2 separate regions of the Callithrix jacchus genome follow, and region 2 is linked to region 1. The links are chromatin contacts, called in public Hi-C maps. All regions are on one chromosome and are shown on one strand. Each heading gives the region's core, a stretch centred on a gene start, on an enhancer-like site or on the middle of the called end of the contact. The rest is flanking DNA. Distances are from core to core; before and after follow the strand shown. Region 1 holds the start of BRIX1 (biogenesis of ribosomes BRX1). Region 2 holds the start of TARS1 (threonyl-tRNA synthetase 1).

Region 1 (2,700 bases), core at 94-2,593:
GTAAGTTAAATACTAAGAGGAGTGCCTAGCTAATAGTCTAGCTTTTTAGTCATTACTAACCATTATCTCTGTAAAACAAGATGGGAAAAAAAATTTGTTACCAGGAGAGAAAAAAAAACTCAAGTAAAGGCGTTTTGTTCTCTGACTTAAGACTATACAGCTATTTATTCATATACTATTTATTCAGGACTATTGACTATAAAGTCATTTATTGTCTACTAAAACCTTCAGATTTCATTAAACTGCATTTAGAATATCTATGGCACAGGCTTAAAGGCACATATTTCCATACCTGAATAAAAGCATTTGCCTGCACACACTTTGCATTTTCCACAGTTACTTTGATTCCATTTTTAGTTGCAAAACATGTGGCATGTTCTCGGAAATGAATAGCTTTCAAGATAGTGGAGAGATTCCTAACGTTGTCAAGGCTGGCCACGAGGCTGTACTGATCATCATCGTCTTGGATCTGTTGGGTCAGAAGGGGCATTGTCCGCTGCACATTCGGCCCCGAGGGATGCTTCTGGGGCCAACACCTGCTCCCGCGGATCGCGAAATACCTGAAGGGATTGGACAATAAAACTCCCATCAGTGCTGGCGAGGTCTGGCGAGCTCCACCTGCGCTGAGAAATGGAAGGGGATTGGGCAGCTGAACTTGGCTGACCAGGCCGAACCCCACCGATGCCACTTAACTGTCTTTGTAACTCTGGGAGAAAATTTTCTAAGCTACGGTTTCCTCATCTCCGTAAGGGGACAATAACGTGAAAAGTTGTGAAGAATGAAGACACGCAACTGACACGGTATCTCCGCTTGGGGCCAGCTTATCCCGGCCAAACAGGAGCTACGAATCCCTACGGAGTCGGTTTTGTGTCGCCCGCGCCGCAAGCCTCGCCTCCAACGCAACAGGCGATGGGGGGGGGGGGGGCGGGCTCGGAGTGCCCAGAAGATCCCCCAAGGGTCCCAGACAAGCCCATTCACCAGCTCGCCCGCTGGACAGCATCACTTACTACTCTCAGTCCTCGAGTGCTGACACCCTACCTTTGCAGTGGGGTCTGGACGCCCGAGAGCCCTTCCCGGCAAAGTCCCTGAGGAGTAGCAAGGCGGCTCCGAAAAACCGCGGAAGAAGGGAAGCGGGTCCCGACACTTTTCAGCTCGGCCCTCCACCTCGGCCACCGTCACCATGGAGCGGAACGAATCCTAGAGAGCCAAGCGTGCAGCGCCTCCAAGACCGGAAGCAGGCAGGCACCACCGAGCTGGAGGACGACCGCTGAACCGAGCGCTTAGAGCCGCCGAACCATAGAGATCGGAAAAGGGTGCGAGCGGCAACACCGGAAAGAAGGCCAAAGAGCGCAGGCGGCGAGACAAGATGGCGGCAACCAAGAGGAAACGGCGTGGAGGCTTGGCAGTTCAGGCGAAGAAACCGAAAAGAAACGAGAAAGATGCCGAACCGCCAGCTAAGCCTCGAGCTACTGCAGAGGAGGTGGAGGAAGAAGAGAGAAACCGGATCCCAGGCCCCGTTTGCAAGGTAGAAGGGTTACACCAACAGCCGCGGCTCTGTGCGCCTTTTCTTGGGGGTTCTGACTACAGCTCTACTAATTTTAGAATAGCTCGGGTGTTGACCGTAGGTCGGTTTTAGCAGTTCTCCCGGCCATACTGGACACGGAGTTTATAGCTAATTCTTGTGCACTTGGCCGCCCTCCTGGGGGCAGCGGGTTTTAGAACCTTTAGCCGGCCCACGGGGAAGCGACTGACAGGGTGCTCAGATCCAGCGTTGTCTTCCTAGTTGTTCAATTATTTTTGGAGGGTGGTGCTTTTCCTTGGTTATTTCTCGCTTTTGAGTATTTCTTCCAGTGATTAGTATTCCTATATACGGCCGAAGTCAGCTGCTGTCAGGCAGGGATCCTGAAGCTTGTTAGGTGAGCCTTTAAAAAGTTGTTGGCCTTGGGACTGTGAGTTGTTAACTAGGTCTTTAACTCAAGGGATAATGAAAGATAGTCCAGATACTTTGAGCTTTACCTGTATTGAACAGACATTGAATGTGCCACGCATTGTTCCAAGTTAAGCTTCCTTTGGCAAAGATTGCAAAGGTGACTAGAATGTGACCTCTTCCTCCTGAAATGTTGGAGTTCAGGAGGAAACTTAAGTCAGAGAAGTTGGTGGTTTTTATTCGAAAGAAGTGCACGCAAGTTGTTTCAGTTAACTTTCATTCAACTAAGAACTATTCTTAAGCTACACAGTATACTGTGGAGACAAGGATTATCTTTGACATTAATTTCTCTGTCCTCTGCACTTAGCATAGTACACTCTAGTACGGAGTAGGTGATAAGTAAATGACTCCATGTGGTGTGATGGTGAGTGAGCTCTGAGGAATGATAAGTGTGGGGGCCGGGCGCGGTGGCTCACGCCTGTAATCCCAGCACTTTGGGAGGCCGAGGCGGGTGGATCACGAGGTCAAGTGATCGAGACCATCCTGGTCAACATGGTGAAACCCCGTCTCTACTAAAAATACAAAAAAATTAGCTGGGCACGGTGGCGCGTGCCTGTAATCCCAGCTACTCAGGAGGCTGAGGCAGGAGAATTGCCTGAACCCAGGAGGCGGAGGTTGTGGTGAGGCGAGATGGCGCCATTGCACTCCAGCCTGGGTAACGAGCGAAACTCCATCTCAAAAAAAAAAAAGAAAGTAAGTGTAAATTCTAGGAT
Region 2 (2,700 bases), core at 32-2,531, 1.2 Mb before region 1:
GACATAGACCTCATGTCTATTAAAAATTAAATATATAGATAGATATAGATATAGATATTAGCCAAGCATGGCGGTTTGCACCTATAATCTCAGCTATTTAGGAGGCTGAAGCGAGGGGATCACTTGAGCCTGGGAGATCAAGGCTGCAGTGAGCTATGATCACACCACCGCACTCCAGCCTGGGCAACAGAGAAAGACTGGTGGGAGAACGAGATGAAGCTGAAAACTTCGATAACCAGGAGCATATTTTTATTCTAAGAGCAAGAAAAAGCCACCAAAGATTTTTCAGCAGATTGCCGTGATCGTATCTGTATTTGAAGACTACACCGGTGCTGTATGAAAAAAAAAATGGATGCAGAAAGCCGAACTAGGAAGCTATTGTTCCTGGAAAGGATGACCCTGAAGGCGGAGAGTTGCAGAAAACAGAACTGATGTTTAAAAAGAAAAACCCACAAAACGTGTTGATGGAGCTCATACCTGAAAATGTGCCCACTGCGCTTCTGATTTCAAATAAGTAATTGTTTTAAATTGCCTACTAACATAAATTTAAAAGGCCCAGTCGATTCCAAACACTAACACCTAGGCGGGAGAATCTATGTGTATTTACTTGGGTGCACTTTACTGCATTTTTGCGGGCGCTATGGAAATTCTCTTCCAGGCAGTACACCTCAGGGGCGGCTCGTAGTGAAAAGATTGTTCAGAGAAGGGTTTGTCCCAAATCACCAGGACTCGGGGCTTGAGGAGCCTAGATTGCCATGAGGAAGGCTAGATTCATCACTACAGACAGGGAGCCGAGGCCTGGGTAGTGCTCAGAAGTTGGCAGTCAAGCTAGGTCAGGAAGCGCCGACGTCTCGGGAAAACTTGAACTCCACAGTGGATTCGTCCCAGTGCTGGAGATGGCAACCAGGTCGCCGAAAACTTTCCGGAAGTTCAAAGACAGACGTATGATCTACGGTGGCCGGGAAGGTCCCTGGACTGTGAGACATAAAGACAGAAGGGAGAAAAGCGCACGCGCATTGCTAACTAGACGCTAGAAAGCGTCCAGACCTACGTCAGCAAAGACTACGCGTATAGCTTCTGCAGTTGTCCCTCCTCATCCACCGCGCCCTTATTTCCTAGAAGGGCTGTCACCCAACAAGCTTTTCCATTGGCTTAGAGGAGGGAGGGCCCGCCTTCCCCTGTTGTCCACTGGCTGCCCGTTACGCCGCAGTTGGGGGCGGAGTTAGGGCGCCTTTCGATTGCATCAGCTGGTCCAGTGGGAAACCAAGTGGCGCAAGCGCAGTGTTCCCGGGCGCTCTGGCCCATCTCCGACCAGCCTTTTCGCTTCTCTCCTCTATACCATCGCTTTCGGGTTCTCTCATCGCTTCGTCGTTCGCCAATGTTTGAGGAGCAGGCCAGCAGTCCTTCAGGGAAGATGGGAAGCGAGGAGAAGCCGGTGAGCAGACCTGGTGGAGCCCAGAGACCGACCTGGGACTCTCGTGGGTGCAGACGCTAGGCTCGGCGTGGGGACAGGAAGCAGAAAACGGCCGGGACCGCGTGGGGCGGAGGAGGTGGGGGATGGTGGAACGCCTGGAAAGTCAGAGATCCCTTTGAGAAGCGTTCATTCATAAATAGGGGTGGGGCCTTGCAGTTTAGCCCTGGGTCCATTCTCTTTAACAGATAAGGTAACAGCCCTTGTGTCTCACATCTAGTTAGACGCGGAGACAGAATCAGAATCTTAGGCTTGGGGCTTCCAAAGTTGCGTTTAGAGCGTGTTGTAAGAGGGAAACGCATAGCAGAGCCTTATTTAATCAGTCTTCTAAAATTCTGCAGGGGTGAAGAGGTCTAGTCTAAGGAAAGGAAAACCGTGTTCAAGTTTGGGTAGTTAAGTATACATTCTGCCCACCACTGACCTGAACGATGCAGATGGGAAGATGAATAGGACCCAGTTACCAGACTTTGAGGGCCTCACAGCCTGGTGTGTAAGAGACAGGGAAACAGCCCCAGTGCTTTGTGATCAACCATGTGGGACTACAGAAGAGGGAGCTTAGGAGGGCTCTTTCGAGTTAAGTCTGGAAGAATGATTTCACCAGGTAAAACAGGCAGGACGGGGCTTCCCATGTAAAGGTAGGGAAGGCAGTGAAAAGGGGCACGCAGGTGAATTGTCTTTGGGGTTTGCAAGAGATAGATATGCCTGAATGGGAAGGTACGACAATCAGAAGGATCTTAGGCAACAAGGATGTTTGATATTTGTATTCTATACGTGAAGGATCTTAAGCGGGAAGGCTGTATTTGTAAAAATCATGCTGGCATTGGGGTAGAAGCTGAGGCCACATGCAGAAAGCTGTTGTAATAGTCCAGGTGAGAAGTGGTGACATTTTCAGATAAGGGAGCCCCTATCCCAGCTCTATGACAGGACAAGTCACTTGGAAGCCAAAGTTTTTTCTTGGTTGTCCACTCGGGATTGAATGGAGCAACTGCATATGGGCACATTCTAAAATATGTAAGTTTAATTCTAGATGATAAATAGTATCATTATACATCGATTTTACATACATAATACATACACTACATAGATTTTTTTTCACATAAAAATTGTATTTTTACTGTTTTGTAACTTTTTTTTTTTTTTGGCTTAGTAGGATGTGGTCAACAACTTTCCGTATCCATATTCTCCTCTGCTATTCTTAATTGGAAGTGATAATGTATGGTTAACAAATA

What was found. Hi-C and Micro-C count contacts between places; a contact is called where the count stands out from the background.
Region 2: a contact with region 1 is called in a Hi-C map of skeletal muscle, with 5 times the contacts expected there. The contact joins the promoter of TARS1 here to the promoter of BRIX1 in region 1. A contact is called at or near these places in 2 of 3 Hi-C or Micro-C datasets (induced pluripotent stem cells and skeletal muscle).

The regions. Positions count from the first base shown.
Region 1 is chr2:170,711,272-170,713,971 of calJac240_pri, reverse strand. It overlaps BRIX1 (biogenesis of ribosomes BRX1), which reads left to right and starts at 1,343. Exons shown (of 10, transcript XM_002745071.7): 1 at 1,343-1,525. The coding sequence starts at 1,367. It overlaps RAD1 (RAD1 checkpoint DNA exonuclease), which reads right to left and starts at 1,199. Exons shown (of 6, transcript XM_078365613.1): 1 at 1,039-1,199; 2 at 293-560. The coding sequence starts at 490.
Region 2 is chr2:171,878,779-171,881,478 of calJac240_pri, reverse strand. It overlaps TARS1 (threonyl-tRNA synthetase 1), which reads left to right and starts at 1,281. Exons shown (of 19, transcript XM_002745076.7): 1 at 1,281-1,435. The coding sequence starts at 1,379.